2 separate regions of the Mus musculus genome follow, and region 2 is linked to region 1. A link is a contact called in public promoter capture Hi-C data. All regions are on one chromosome and are shown on one strand. The core of a region is the stretch at or near the end of the contact, and the rest is flanking DNA. Distances in the headings are between cores, read along the strand shown.

Evidence for each region. Capture Hi-C pulls out chosen DNA fragments and counts their contacts.
Region 2: a promoter capture Hi-C map of adipose tissue shows a contact between it and region 1, with 2.3 times the contacts expected there. The contact joins two enhancer-like sites. A contact is called at or near these places in 2 of 39 promoter capture datasets (the HPC-7 cell line and cranial neural crest), 5 of 115 datasets of contacts at active chromatin or transcription factors (the 230-238 cell line, the SCID.adh cell line, bone marrow-derived macrophages and 2 more) and 3 of 9 other capture datasets (adipose tissue, liver and pancreatic islet).

Annotation. Positions count from the first base shown.
Region 1 is chr11:102,305,041-102,311,907 of GRCm38.p6, forward strand. It overlaps Ubtf (upstream binding transcription factor, RNA polymerase I), which reads right to left. Exons shown (of 21, transcript NM_011551.7): 6 at 6,714-6,778; 7 at 6,340-6,460; 8 at 5,886-5,996; 9 at 5,403-5,536; 10 at 5,151-5,292; 11 at 4,828-4,869; 12 at 4,614-4,727; 13 at 4,357-4,512; 14 at 3,854-4,009; 15 at 3,659-3,769; 16 at 3,189-3,277; 17 at 2,909-3,098; 18 at 2,204-2,251; 19 at 2,039-2,110; 2 more. The coding sequence ends at 1,601. Among named protein-coding and RNA genes, the nearest start is that of Ubtf, 11 kb to the right of the region's middle. Within about 2 kb of position 4,156, at least 336 of the 459 cell types and tissues checked have an H3K27ac peak or open chromatin away from gene starts, as enhancers often do. A contact at or near this core is called in adipose tissue, where this site is marked.
Region 2 is chr11:102,531,808-102,538,455 of GRCm38.p6, forward strand. Gpatch8 (G patch domain containing 8) reads right to left here. Exons shown (of 8, transcript NM_001159492.1): 2 at 6,475-6,549. Among named protein-coding and RNA genes, the nearest start is that of Gm25337, 14 kb to the right of the region's middle. Within about 2 kb of position 2,459, at least 2 of the 459 cell types and tissues checked have an H3K27ac peak or open chromatin away from gene starts, as enhancers often do. A contact at or near this core is called in adipose tissue, where this site is marked.

The sequences.
Region 1 (6,867 bases), core at 2,906-5,405:
GGGGGTGGGGTGGGAGGGAATCTTCTCTTTAGGAATCTCCATCACACAGTCCAGGCAAATGTCTTTGCTTTCAAGAGGGACTGGCAGCTGGGCTGCAGCCTACTTTCTGTGGAGAGCCTACTTCCCACCTCTGGCTTTCATTTAAGAAGCAAAACCCAATAGCACGAACAAAAATTCTGGCCAACATAGTAAAACTGATAATCACCACAGGTAAAGGTGACTAGGATTTCACCGTCAAGGGACTGACCCTCTTCAGAAGGTCCCAAACTGCTGGCAAGCAGTTAGAGGAGCAGTTGCAGAGAGCATCTTCTGCATACAGGGGTGGCGGCAGGAAAGAGGGAGCAGACCTGAGAACTCAAAGGAAATGGGGATGGCCAGAGGACACGGGGCAAGGCAGGAAGAACTTCCTGAAGCCCAGGGCACCAGAGAAAAGCTTTAAGGCTCATGCCATGGTTTGCCCCTCCCACTTTCCTGCTGGACAGCACAGACCTGCAGCAGCTCAGGGACATGGCCTTGGCAGGGGCAAACTAGTATAGGAAGCATCAGGTGGTGTCCCTGAACCCCACAATGGAAGATGGCAGGGAGGGGCAGCCTTGGTTTGTTCCTGCTAGGGACACCATCTCCCAGGCCTCTACCGACCCTTTTTCCAGATTCAAAGAGACAGGCTCTAGACACACACACACACACACACACACACACACACACACACACACACACACTCTTCTCTCTCTCTCCTATCCACAGGCGCAGTCATGCTGTATCGCTCGCTCACGTGTGTGCACATCACACACACAGCCTCACACACACACACACACACACACACACACACACACACACAGCCTCACACACATTCTATGCATACCTAGACCTTTTTTTTTTTTTTAAGTCTCAATCCACCCCATCCCAGGCCCTCCCAGTCCCAGAAATGACAACAGAGACGGCAGCCGAGATCGGTAGGAAACGTCTCGTTGACAGCTCAGAGCTTAAAAAAAAAATATATACACACATATATAAAAAAACACTCTGCCCCTCCCCCACGAACGGGTCCAGGCAGCTCCTTCCTGCAGGGGCAGGGAAGAGGGACAGGGCCACTGCCTGCTTTCTTGAAGGCAGCACCCTTGTCTCCCTCCAGTTCAATGTGGGGGGTCCAGGTAGCAAGCCCATCTGGGAAGGAAAGGCCCCCCGAACATCCACCTTGCTGCAGGCTGCAGGTGTGGAGGTCTCACCAAACTCTTTAAGACTCTCTCCCACCCCCAAACTCCCCAGTCCATTGTCCATGCCGGAACTGCAAATGCAGAAGAGGGGCAGGGTGGGCCCGTCCAGCGCTGGCTCAGTCTGATGGTTGCTGTCCCTGGAGAACCCTGGAGCTGAGGCTCCAAGGCTGCAGAGTCCTAGCTTGGGCTCATGCAGCCTCCTACCCCCCACTGATTTAAAAAACAAAAAAGAAAGAAAGAAAGAAAGTGGGGAAGTCTGGAGGGTACGGGACAGAACACAGGGAGAGACAAAGGTTGTCAAAGGTTGTCAGTTGGGGAGATGAGCTCTGCAGGGGCTCTCTCCTTGGCTGCCTGCCTGCCTGCCTGCCTGGGGTGGAGGCTGAGCCTCAGTTGGAGTCAGAATCCGAAGAGTCCCCTGAGGATGAAGAGCTGGAGCTACTGCCCTCAGACTCGTTGTCTTCATCCTCATCGTCGTCATCTTCGTCATCTTCATCGTCGTCGTCATCATCATTCTGGGAGAATAAAGACCCCACCGTCACCGTGTGTGTGGCCCTCCTGGTGATCTACAACAACCCTCCCTCCCACCACGCCTCCTGCCCACCTCATCCCCATCCTCGCTTTCATCTTCACTGCTGGACTCAGAAGAGTCCCCGCCATCCTCAGAAGAGTCACCGTTCTCATCATCTTCCTCTTCCTCCTCCTCCTCGTCGTCCTCCTCCTCCTCATCGTCATCCTCCTCGGACTCCTGGGAGGTGTGGAGACGCATCAGCAGCCAGATACACCCACCTTGCCAGCCACCCACCCACCTTGCAGGGGTGCCTTACCGACTTGGACTGCAGGGTGGTCCGGCTAGACTTGGGGTTTGGGCCTCGGAGCTTGGTCATGTTCTTACGTTTCTGACAGAAAGGATGGGAAGGGGGCTGAAGTGAGTCCCAGCCCCTGCAGAGTCCCTCCAGCCTCCCCCTCCACTGCCTTGTGCTCCTGCTTACATTGGAGATGTATTCTTTGTATGCTGCGCGGTCCTGGGGAGACAGGCTCTGGGGAGAAAGAACTGGGAATAAGATCAACCCCATCCTACAGCTGGCTGCATACGCCGACGTCCACTGGGCAGAGCTCCCACATACCTTATCTTTACACTCAGTCTCCTAAACTTTGGGTCCCTGCAGAAAGCTTTTAGGGGCTCAGAACATAACTCCTGATTCTGAACACTGAACCAAGTCAGTTTTCATAGCAATGCCCTACCCCCAACTGCCGTTTCCAAATGGTAGCCCTGTACCTAGGGCTTCTTTAACTGCAAAGCATGCCCCCCCCCAATGACTCACGAGGTCAACCCCACCTGGACCCCAGTCTTTGAAATGACGACGAAGACTGACAAAATTCTTGAACACTGAATTCCTGCCATCCCTCTGGGTCTTTGGTTAGCCTATCTGAGTGACAGGTAATTCTCCCTGGACAAATGTGACCATTCAAGCACAGCAGTGGAGACTGCCAGCCTAGCCAGGCCCTACAAGTCTCCTGGTCCTTGCTTGAACGAAGAGCACCCAGTCTACACAAACTGTCTACTATGTAACCTTGGCAAATGACTTGATACCTTGGCTTGCTTAGCTTTAAAAAATGTCAGTACCCACTGCCCCGCAGGACTTCCCAGTCCCTGCAGGCACTCCCTTCCAAGGTGCCTTTGTCCTCTCTCTCACCTTGACCCAGAGGTCCAAGTGCACCTTGTACTGCCTCTGTTGCTCCTCCGCCAGCTTCTTATAGTGCTCCTTCTGGCTCTGGGAGATGCGCTGCCAGCGGCTGCCAATCTCCACCATGCGCTCCTTCAGCGGCAGGTGATTTAGCTCCCCATTGGACAGCAGCTCCTGGGAGAACTTCTGGTAACCGTTCCTGCAGCGTGGGGTGACAGGGACAGTCAGGGTCCTAAGGGAGCCGCCTTCTAAGCCCTGTCTACACCATAGGTCCCAGCCTCAGGCTTACATAGGAGGTTTCTTGGGTTCTCCCTGGAACTTCATCTTCTTGGAAGAGTTTGTAGCAGCTGGAGGGGCCCGCATCTCACTTAACTCTCTCTGTGGAGAGAGACGGAGAGGTCACACCCACACCCGCACTCCCCACCCCACTGGCGGGGGAGATCTCAACTCGGCAGAGATTAAGGCAGGAGGAGCTAGAGCTGGTAGTGGTAGCTAGCTGGGATCCATAGCAGGACTCTTCTCAAAACAACTGCTGGACAAGTCACTGCACCAAGAGGGTCGTTTCAAAAATGTTCCCTGAAATGGAAGTAGTCCCGTCCCGCCCCCCCCCCCCCCCCCCGCCAAAATCACCCAAGAGGCTAGTACCTTGACGCCCACCTAGCCTATGCCAGGCCGGAAGTTAAGAGACTGGCTCAGGGTCTTAAACAAAGCTGGCCCTCCTGGCCCATCATGGAGGCAGGTGGCCCAACCCCTTCCCACCTCATATCGTTTTTGGTCTTCTGCTGCCTTCTTAATCCACATCAGCTTCTCCTTCTTCTCCATGTTGTTCCAAGTCATCTCCATGGCTTTCAAGGCTTTCACCCGGTCATTCTAAGGTACAAACCCAGGATATCAGTTATGGGAGGGGGTCTGTTGCTAGAGACCATAAACCGATCCTTCCCCACTCTCCGCTACCTTGAAGCGGGCCAGATAGTCTCCGATGACACTCTGCTGCCAGATCTCCTCAGCCCTCTTGGGCGACTCCGGCAGCTTGCCCCTATCTTCACGCTCCCCGCCCGGCTTCCTCTCAGACTGCGCCTTCAGCGCAGCCTCCCGGGCCTTGTATTTAGCCTATAGAAAAAGCAAGGATGTTAACATTCGGGCCACCCCTAGGGGGCGCGCTAAGCCCACCCAGCATTCGTTGCCGGCTCCCTGTTGAGGAGGGCGGGTCCGGCAGAAGCCGTGGGCAGCAGTGACGTCCACCAAGCTCCGCCCCACCCATGGGGCCGCTCTCCAAGGGAGCCAACAAGGAAGCTGAAAGCTTCCCTTCTTCCGGCTCCCGCCCCAGCAATTGAGCCCGGGTACACGGTACACGTGTGATTCACTTCTGGTGCCGGGGAGCGGCTGTAACCGCGCGCATGGAAGTGGCCCAGGAGACCCTTAGGGAAGAGTAGTAGGGGGTCTCTCCAAGGCCCGACCTTCTTCTTCTCGGACAAGTCGTTCCACATGCGGGCCAGAAGGCGGGTCAGTTCGCTTTCGGAGAGCTCAGGTCGTTCCTCCTGTAGCTGCCTTCGCTTCTCCTCAGAGAAGATGAACATAGCAGACACAGGCCGCTTGGGCTTCTCGGAGCCACCCTAAGGGAAGTACGGGGAGTATCGGAGGTACAATTGCCACTAGCCTCCTCCTGTGAGCGGCTCCATCCTGGCCCCCACCCCCACGGGCATGGGACACTCACCTTGCCACCTTCCTGTGAAGGCTTCTTGGAGGCCGGACTGGTGGTTTGCTTCTTATTGATGTTCAGCATCTTCTCCTCCCCCAGAACCCGCTGCTGCTCTTCCTCCGGCAAGCTCTAGGTAGGAAGAAGGGTATGGGGCTGCAGCAGGCAGGTAGGCCGGCTCCTCGGACTCCAGAATGCGCCCTCTGCCCACCTCAAGGTGGTGCCTACTTACCTCAAGGAACCGCAGCAGCTCTACCTCATAATCTTTCTTTTTCTAGGAAAGTAAGGGGATTCAGTGAGTTGGGGTCAGCCTCCATTCTCCTGGGCCAGCCAGCCTCAGCAGGCCCCTAGGGACTGGGTGTATGTAACCTTCTCACCCCCTGAAGATGGCAGCCAAGAGGCCTGACAGACAGGGGAGGCTAAACCCGGCCCAGGCTGAAGGCAGGTGGCTGAGGCACCTGTAATCAGTGAGTTACTGAGCCCAGGCAAAGCTCATGCGCTAAACCCCAAGTCAAGACCCCGAGCTCGGGGTGGCCTGGCACCTGCCCTGCGCACCTGGTCACATTTCTTGTGATAGGCATCCTTCTCCTTCTGAGAGAGCAGCTTCCATTGCTGGCTGCATAGCACCATGCGCTCTGTGCTGGGCACATCCTTCATGTTGGCCATGAGCTCCGCACAGTACAGGGAGTAGCTGTTCCTATTGAATCCGGAGGAAGGCACACCCATGAGCAAACGGGACTGGGTTCAAGTTCTTCACGAACAACTCCCTGATGGCCCACTCGCCCACCCATCCAGGGCGGTGCTCACGGAGGCGGCTTGGTAGGTCGCCCATCGAACTTGTCCTTGAGCTGGCGCTCGGCCTTGGTGAGGGTGGACTTGGTGATGCCTTCCTCACTGATGTTCAGCTCAGGGTGCTTCTGGATATAGTCCCGCATAATCTCCTGCAGAGGGAGGTAGGGGAGCGGAGGGTAATGGGGTGTGGGGTTAGCGGGGACAACATAAGGGGGAGAGCCGCTGGGGAGGGGAGGCAGGGAGCAAAGCTGGGGATGGCCGTGTGTCTGTGTGTCTGCTGTGTCATCTGCAATATGGTGTCCTGCTCTGCCCTAGCCTGAGATCTCTCGGGTGGGAACGGGGCTTGTAAGACGGTAGGGACAGAGGAAAGGGGCCCAAAAGGCCCCTCCCTCAGTAGAAGGTCAGGGAACGACTGCCACGTGCAGAACGCTGTGGCACGAGTCAGAGGGCAAAGGCTCGTGAAGAGCCGGATGGGGAGGAGCGCAGCGGAAGCCTAACCTCGTACTCCTTCCGCTGCTCCAGGGCCTTATGAATCCATTTCAGCCTCTTTTTGTCCGAGAGCTGAGACCACTGCTTCCCCAGGGAGTCCTTCACCTCCTTCGTAGTGGCCTGCAAACCAAAAGCCGTCAGACACACGCAGGCAGCCAGGGGCAGGGGAGGGGGGGAGGGGCACAGAGGGCCCCGCCCCCCTCGGGCCACAGGAGGTCACGCAAGTGTCCACCGCAGGCCAGGAGGGTAAGGTGGAGAGGCAGGGATCCGCCTTGGTGCGAGGGACAGGCTCACACACACACTCATTCGCACGCCAGCTGGCCCAGGCCCTGTCCATGCAATCCCCCCCCCTGGGGAGGGGCCTCCTCTCCTGCTCCCCTGCACCATACCCAGCCACCAGGCGCGGCTCCCCCCTTGCCACCGCCGTGTGCCCTCCGCCCCTACCCTTTGGCCAGACACTCACATCCGGCCGCACTTTGAGATACACCTTCTTCTCGTGGGTGTACCACAGTTGCTGGGGAGTTTTGGGTTTCTCGGGGATGTCCGACTTCTTGGCATTCTGGATAAGGTCAGGGTGATCCTCCCTAACCAGGGGACCGGAGCAAGGGTCAGCAGGGGACACCGCTAGGGCAGACCCCAGCTAGCTGCCCAAGCCAAGCCTTTTAGGCCTTCCTGCAGGAGCTCGGTGGAAGTTTGTGGCTGGCAACCTGTCCCTGCCCCTGAACCTGACACTACAGTCTACACAAGACTTCCACGTTTCATGGACGGTCAGTTCTAGTCTCAGACAGTACGTTTATCCTACCGCACCCAGTGCCCCATAGCCCTCCTCTGCCTTACCTGAATCGGGCCAGGTTTCGCTCGAACTCCTGTTTCTCCCTCTGGAAGTCCTGAATATATTTCATCTGAGGGGAGGAGGGGATGGAGTCACCCAGGACCCAAGGCCTACTTCACCCAGATCTAGAAAAAGCCACCCTCCTCTGTGACTGCCTTG
Region 2 (6,648 bases), core at 1,209-3,708, 230 kb after region 1:
CTCCTCAGGTAAATGAATAACTAATAAAGACAACCTGAACCTCTCCTATCATTTTAAACTACCTGTTTTGACAGGACAAAGCTGCTACATGGCTTGTCACAAAACTATTCAGTGTGGTCTCCTACTAAAAAGGAAAAAAAAGGTGGTGGTAACTATGATGAAGAAATACTGTATACCTAAATAACTTGTTAAAAACCTGTTTGTTTGCTTGTTTTGTTTTTTTTTTTAATTTGGGGTGTGTGTTTGTGTGTGTGTGTCTGAGAAGCTCAGACCTGTCATACCCTGGAGCTGGAGTTAACAGGCAGCTATGAGCTATGAGTGCTGAGGATCAATTTAGGTCTTTGTGAGAGTAACACCCATTCTTAACCACTTAGTCATTTCTCCAGCCCACCGAGTAAATTAAAAAAGAGAAGGGAAAAAGGAAAGACAAGAAGAGAAGAGAAGAGAAGAGAAGAGAAGAGAAGAGAAGAGAAGAGAAGAGAAGAGAAGAGAAGAGAAAAGAAAAAGAAAAGAGAAAGGAAGGGGGTGAGGTCAGGTGTGGTAGCATATACCTTTAATACAAGGAAAAAACCACTTTTACAATAAAATGACACTTGCCAATCTCTGAACTATAAATTTTTCATCATCAATAAACAAGGGGCTTGCAGAAAACCAATAATACATTTACTTTATTTAGGACTGTGATTTTGTGGTTTTCCCGTATGAGAATCCCATGGTTATTTATAATGGTAGATTGACTAAAAACTTAAAAGCTCCAACAGGTAATCATGACAAATACAGGAAATGAGCAGTAAATATAGTTCTAAAATTATTAACAATTAGAAAAAAATATCTTGTAAGAATCAGCAACTCTTTATAATTTTTATCATTACAATAATTACAATTTTTTATTTTTTTAAAGTAATAAAAATAAAATATGTAAGGCCAGGCATAATGGCACATGTCTACAATTCCAGCACTTGAGAAAGGAAATCCAACTTGTGTACATATTGAGTTCCATGGCAACAGTATGAGTTAAGACTTAAAAGAAGAAAAAGCCAGGCATGATGGCTCACCCCTTTAATTCCAGCAATTCTCAATTCTGTTAGTTTAAGGTCACAGCCTGGTCTACAGAATGAGTTTCAGGGCACTCGGAGCAACATAATAGAGAGCTCTGTCGGAAAGAAAAGGAAAGGAAAGGAAAGGAAAGGAAAGGAAAGGAAAGGAAAGGAAAGGAAAGGAAAGGAAAGGAAAGGAAAGGAAAGGAAAGGAAAGGAAAGGAAAGGGAAAGGGAAAGGAAAGGAAGAAAGAAGAGAGAGAAAGAAAAAGAGAGAGGGGGAGGGAGGGAGAGACTAAACAAAGAAAGTCATGTGCCTACCTACAATCCTAAGAGGAAGAGGAAGAGGAAGGCGAATCAGAGATCAGAGATCCAGGATCATCCTCTGAGTCTGAAACCAGTAATGTCTCTTAAGAAACTGTCCCAACAAACAACAAAAACAGCCAGGTGTGGTGGTTCACACCTGAAATTCTAACACTTGGGAGGCTAAAGCAGGACTGTTATGTGTTCAAAGCCATCTTAAGTTACCCACTGGCATCTAAGTCAAATTGGACCCTATTTCACCCCCACACATAAAAAAGTTAATACTATCTACATAAAGATATAATTTGAGTTTTAAATTATTTTATAGAAACAAAAATTAATCTTTTAGCCTTTCAAACAATGTACAATTAACAAAGACTTGTGGTGCTAACAGGCTAGATTATGTACTATTTAAATGTACATGTAAGAATTACAAAGGAGGGGACTGGAGAGATGGCTCAGGAGTTAAGAGCAGTGGCTGCCTTTTGGTGGCTCACAACCATCTGTAATGGGATCTTATGCCCTCTTCTGGTGTGTCTGAAGACAGACAGTGTATTTTATATACATAAAATAAATAAATCTTAACAAAAAAAGAATTACAAGGATATTTCTATTTTAAATGAAGAAATAAGGGAAATGAAATTGTCTTAAGGAAGACACAGAAAGACAATTTTCTATCTGATTCAGAGTTGCCAGAGTTGTTCCAAATGGCAGCTTTGTGATCTTCAGCTGCAAGTGAAGTCCTAGTGTGTGCAAGTGAAGCTGAACTGAATGAAAACTCTTTTTGGGGGAGGAAGGGAGCAAGATTACCTCAACTGACTTGTTCTGGCTTTCTATTTGTAAGTTAAAAAGTAAATTAAAATTCTGTACTACCAATATGTGTTCCTGTCTATTATGTTAGAGTTTTTAAATGGGAGGATCTTCAAATGCAAAAAGTGCTTTATAAGTGACCACCAATACATTGAAACAAAAACTTCAGTAACTATTTTAGATGGTCTTCAACATTCTTATTTATCAATTAAACTGGAAGTACAAAACTTTCGCAGGAACTGCTCTCTGCTCCACTTAACTACATACCACTATGGGAACTAGGACCATTTGGCAACAGCAGCATAGGGCATGCCAAAACACAGATAAAAATGTATTTTCTTGCAAGGGCTGACTGCAAGTTTTGATACTAGAAAACAGAACCTCATGTTCTCAAGAGAAAACCACTTCAGATACATCAGTGACTAGATAAATATTAATCCTACACTCAATTTTCTTTTAGTTGACAACTGGATTTAATTTATAAAATTTAGGCCGTTTTCAGCAGAACAAAAATGATAAGTCTCTTGAGTGGGTTGTAAGCTTTGCTGATTGTGTATTAGAGACTATAAGCAAGAACCAATGCTACCATGTGAACCCATGCAAAGAACAAATCTGCAAAAATTCCCCAAACAAACAAAAAAAATCTATAGCTCACTACAGATGACAATGAAGACTAGAGAGAAAAGCCATATAGTAATGCTACACCATTCAGCTCCAAGAAGCATATTGTTTATTGTGCAGTCCACATAAGGTCACTGCTAAGAGTCAAATTAGCAGTCTCACAGAGTTACATTTTGGAACTAGTGGAGTCCACAGATCTACACAGATATGCAACATAACAAAACTCCAGGTATATATGTACTATTAAATCCCTACTTAAGTAAACTAAACATTGGCAACTAGATAGTTGGAAAACTTAACACTAACTTTTAAAAAACCCACTAAACTTGACAACTCCTAAAGTCAGGATTTTTATCAGTCACAATAAAAGCAACTAATCTGGTGGAAAGTTGTACTTTCAGTTGTATCAATGACAGCATTTTTTCAAGTCTATGATGCAGGCATTTTTTTTCTTTTATCCAACTTCATTATCCCATCTGATTTATCATCTTCAAACTAGGATAAGATCATAAAAAAAAATCATATATTCTAAATCGTACTAACCGATTCTTGTAACTACAATAGAATCTAAGATTGGGCTAGGGATTTAGGTTATATTTAGTTTTCCCAATATTTTAAATGTATGGAGGTCATAGTTGTGGCTTTAATGTCAAAATCTCATAACTAACAACTTTTAAAGTTGAAACTAAAAAAGTTGTTTGCATTAAGAAAACATATTTTATTCTTTCACTATAATTCAGATAGTCAAGTTATCTGCCAATTCTAATGTAATTTTTTAGAAAATATTTTACTCTTGATCAAAAGGATATTTTAGTTGAAATAAAGGAAAATAAAACTTTATTGCAAACATTATTCTGATTGTTGTTTTTTAATGAATTTTGTATTTTATGAATCTTGTTTTTAACATTTGCCTACTAAAATTGAGTAACTATATAATCTCACTAACAAATCCAGACTTCAGAAGTTTGGTTAATGTATAACTCATTAATATCTTTGAATCTCATTTCACATTTTGCTGATTTGTATCAAATATGCTCTATTATGAAACAAATAGCCTTAATTCCATACTCATAACAGCCTTTCATATAGGCATATTCTTGACACAAACCTGTGCAGACCTCCAGTCATCAGGTGCTGCAGACCCCTTGCTTACGTATTGAAATGACTATTTAGCTCCTGCAATGATCTGTAGACTCCCAAAGCTGTGTTTCCCCAGCCACTTTTGAGTTGCATGCTGTAGCAAAACAGTCAGCACCTCTCACGATATTGCTGCAGAGAAAGATCTTAATTCAGCAGAGACTGTGTAAAAAGCAACAACCCCGCTTAGAACGAAACAGCTCAAGCCAGCCAGCCAGCCCCAAAACTAAACACTTATCTGCTGGGCATTCAGATAGAGGACTTTTGTCTTTGGATATAGGTGTGCTTTTAAAACTTTAAATTTTGTTTCTAGATGATTAGGTAGCAGAAATAAAGCTCTTTGTTTTCTGGGACCCGTTTTTCTTTTTTTTTTTCTTTGAGTCCTACCTTCTATTTAACATAATGCATCTTAAAAGGTCTTTCTACTATTATTTAAACTATTAACTCACAATTAATGTATATGTTTATAGACTCCAGAAATAATTTTTCACCAGAAGTATAACTTATTATAACATATATATCTCTGACCACACATTTATTTTAAAAAGTAAAGGTCCTGTCTGAGCACAGTAGCATTTGTTATTTTAATGGAGATTAACATTCTCTACTAAACAAGCCCTGAGCTGATTCTACTCTTACTCACTGAGATTACTCGGCAATGATTACTCAAGCAGACTGACTTGACACAGTGCTTTGCTTACGAATACGACATGTCCAAGAAAAAAATCCTGGGCACTGTGAGGAAATAGTATCATTAGTCTCATGTCATAGGAATGGCTTAGAAAATTGTAATGTGGACCTACACAGAACTTAAAAGGGCTAAATGTAAATGCTTTTAAAGAAATATTCATTAAGTACATTACAAATGAAGCAGGCTACAGTTTCAGACTAATTAAACTTCCTGATACTGCCCAGACAAAGTGCTCAACAGAAACCGAACATCTGTGACCCTGATGGGATATGGGACTGGGAGGCTCTAACAACTGGGGGTTTATCCTTAAAACTGATGCAAAGAAATATTTTTAAATTAAAATGGAAAACTAAATTATTTAAGTACAAACCATGTATCTTGCCTACGAATTTCATTATAAAATTCTTCCTGATGATCTGATACAGAACAAGGCACGAGCCTTGGTGGACTTTATTTAGCAGAGTGGGCTTGGCATTTTCCTCTTAGGTTCAGCACACGCTCAGCTATGAACTCTCCCTCTGCAGCATTATCACATGCGTCATCAATTACTGCCATGCCTAGTCTAGCATCATGCCAGCACATTAAGACAGAAAGTACTATATGCAGTGTTCACTGGACCAGAAAAACAGAAATAAGAAGGGGAGGTAGGGAGAAAGAAACCCTAGAGAAGAAATTAAAAAAAAAAGGCAGACCGTGCAATACAAACCAGATCATGGCTGCTTAGCTAATATGGGCCAACTGCTGTGGAAGAAAAATGTCGAACACCCCAAGTTGTGTAAATTCTGTAAACATCTAAACATACACACAAACACACACAACACCAACCTAATTAGGAACATAAATATATGTTGATCCTTTACTATGTCATAGCTTTGAAAGCAAAAGTTAAATTATCTATACTTTCTCAACTGCTTTGTTATTTCACAGAAGGAAAAGAAACTAGTGTTGCTTAAAGGGAGAGGGGCCTATCTTGAAGGATATATAAAACTTAGGATTCCCTGTCTGACTTCGTATCTATTCAAGCTTTACCAATGCCTCAATTAAATCTTCTTAAGTAGACACATGTAAGCACAAATTTTAAATACTGACAATAACAAGCTTAGACACTTCAACTATGGGCAGTTGTTCTAGAATAACATTGTTTTATGTCCAAAACTTAAGACTTTTCTTTCCTCCTAGAAACAGGGTTCTCTCTGTGTAGCCTTGGCTGTCCCAGAACTCACTCTGTAGACCAGACTGGCCTCAAACTCATAGATTCACCTGCCTCTGCCTCCCAAGTGCTCGGAATAAAGGCGTGCGCCACCATCACTTTTTTTTTTTAAGTAAGAGGCAGAGAAAATCTCCTTGTTCTCTGGCTTGGTATCATTACTGTCATAGACTAAGAAGTGTGAAAAGACAAAAGTAACTAACTGTTAACCTGGAAAACAAAAAACAAAAAACCACCAGTCATTTCTTAAGCTACAGAGACCAAGCTTACCATGTCTCACAAGTACCTTGCTACTTCGTAACTGTTTCTACTAGAACATTTCACACATGATTATGTTGTCCAGAAACGGTATTAAAGGATCAAAATACATTTTACTCCTTTATTTGATTTACAAAAACACTACCCCAACTTTCTGTCTTTTATCAAGGTTTAATATAGGCCAAAAGTAACATTTTTTTTCCATTAAATTCTAACTTTTTCTCTTTGTTTTACACTGATTTTCTAACAAATCACACCCAAAAGTCCACCTGATTACTCTAGGGCATGCAAGAAAATGGCTCTAAACTGTACTATCAGTTGTGCCTAAGTTTAACTTCACTCACATCAAGTGTCACACGAGCTCTACCTAACTAACTGGCTAAGACCCAAAATAAGCACGGGTCATCTTACCGATTCTATGGGCTTGTCAAGGGATGCTTGTTCAATCTCCAAGTGTCCTTCTTCATACTGATCAAAGTGATTACCCTGGAAAAAAAAACCTGCAGTTATTTTTCAAAAGTAGTTATTATTGAAGTAAGTGATAATCTAGCCAACTACAAGTTATTTTTATTTTTTTATTTTTGG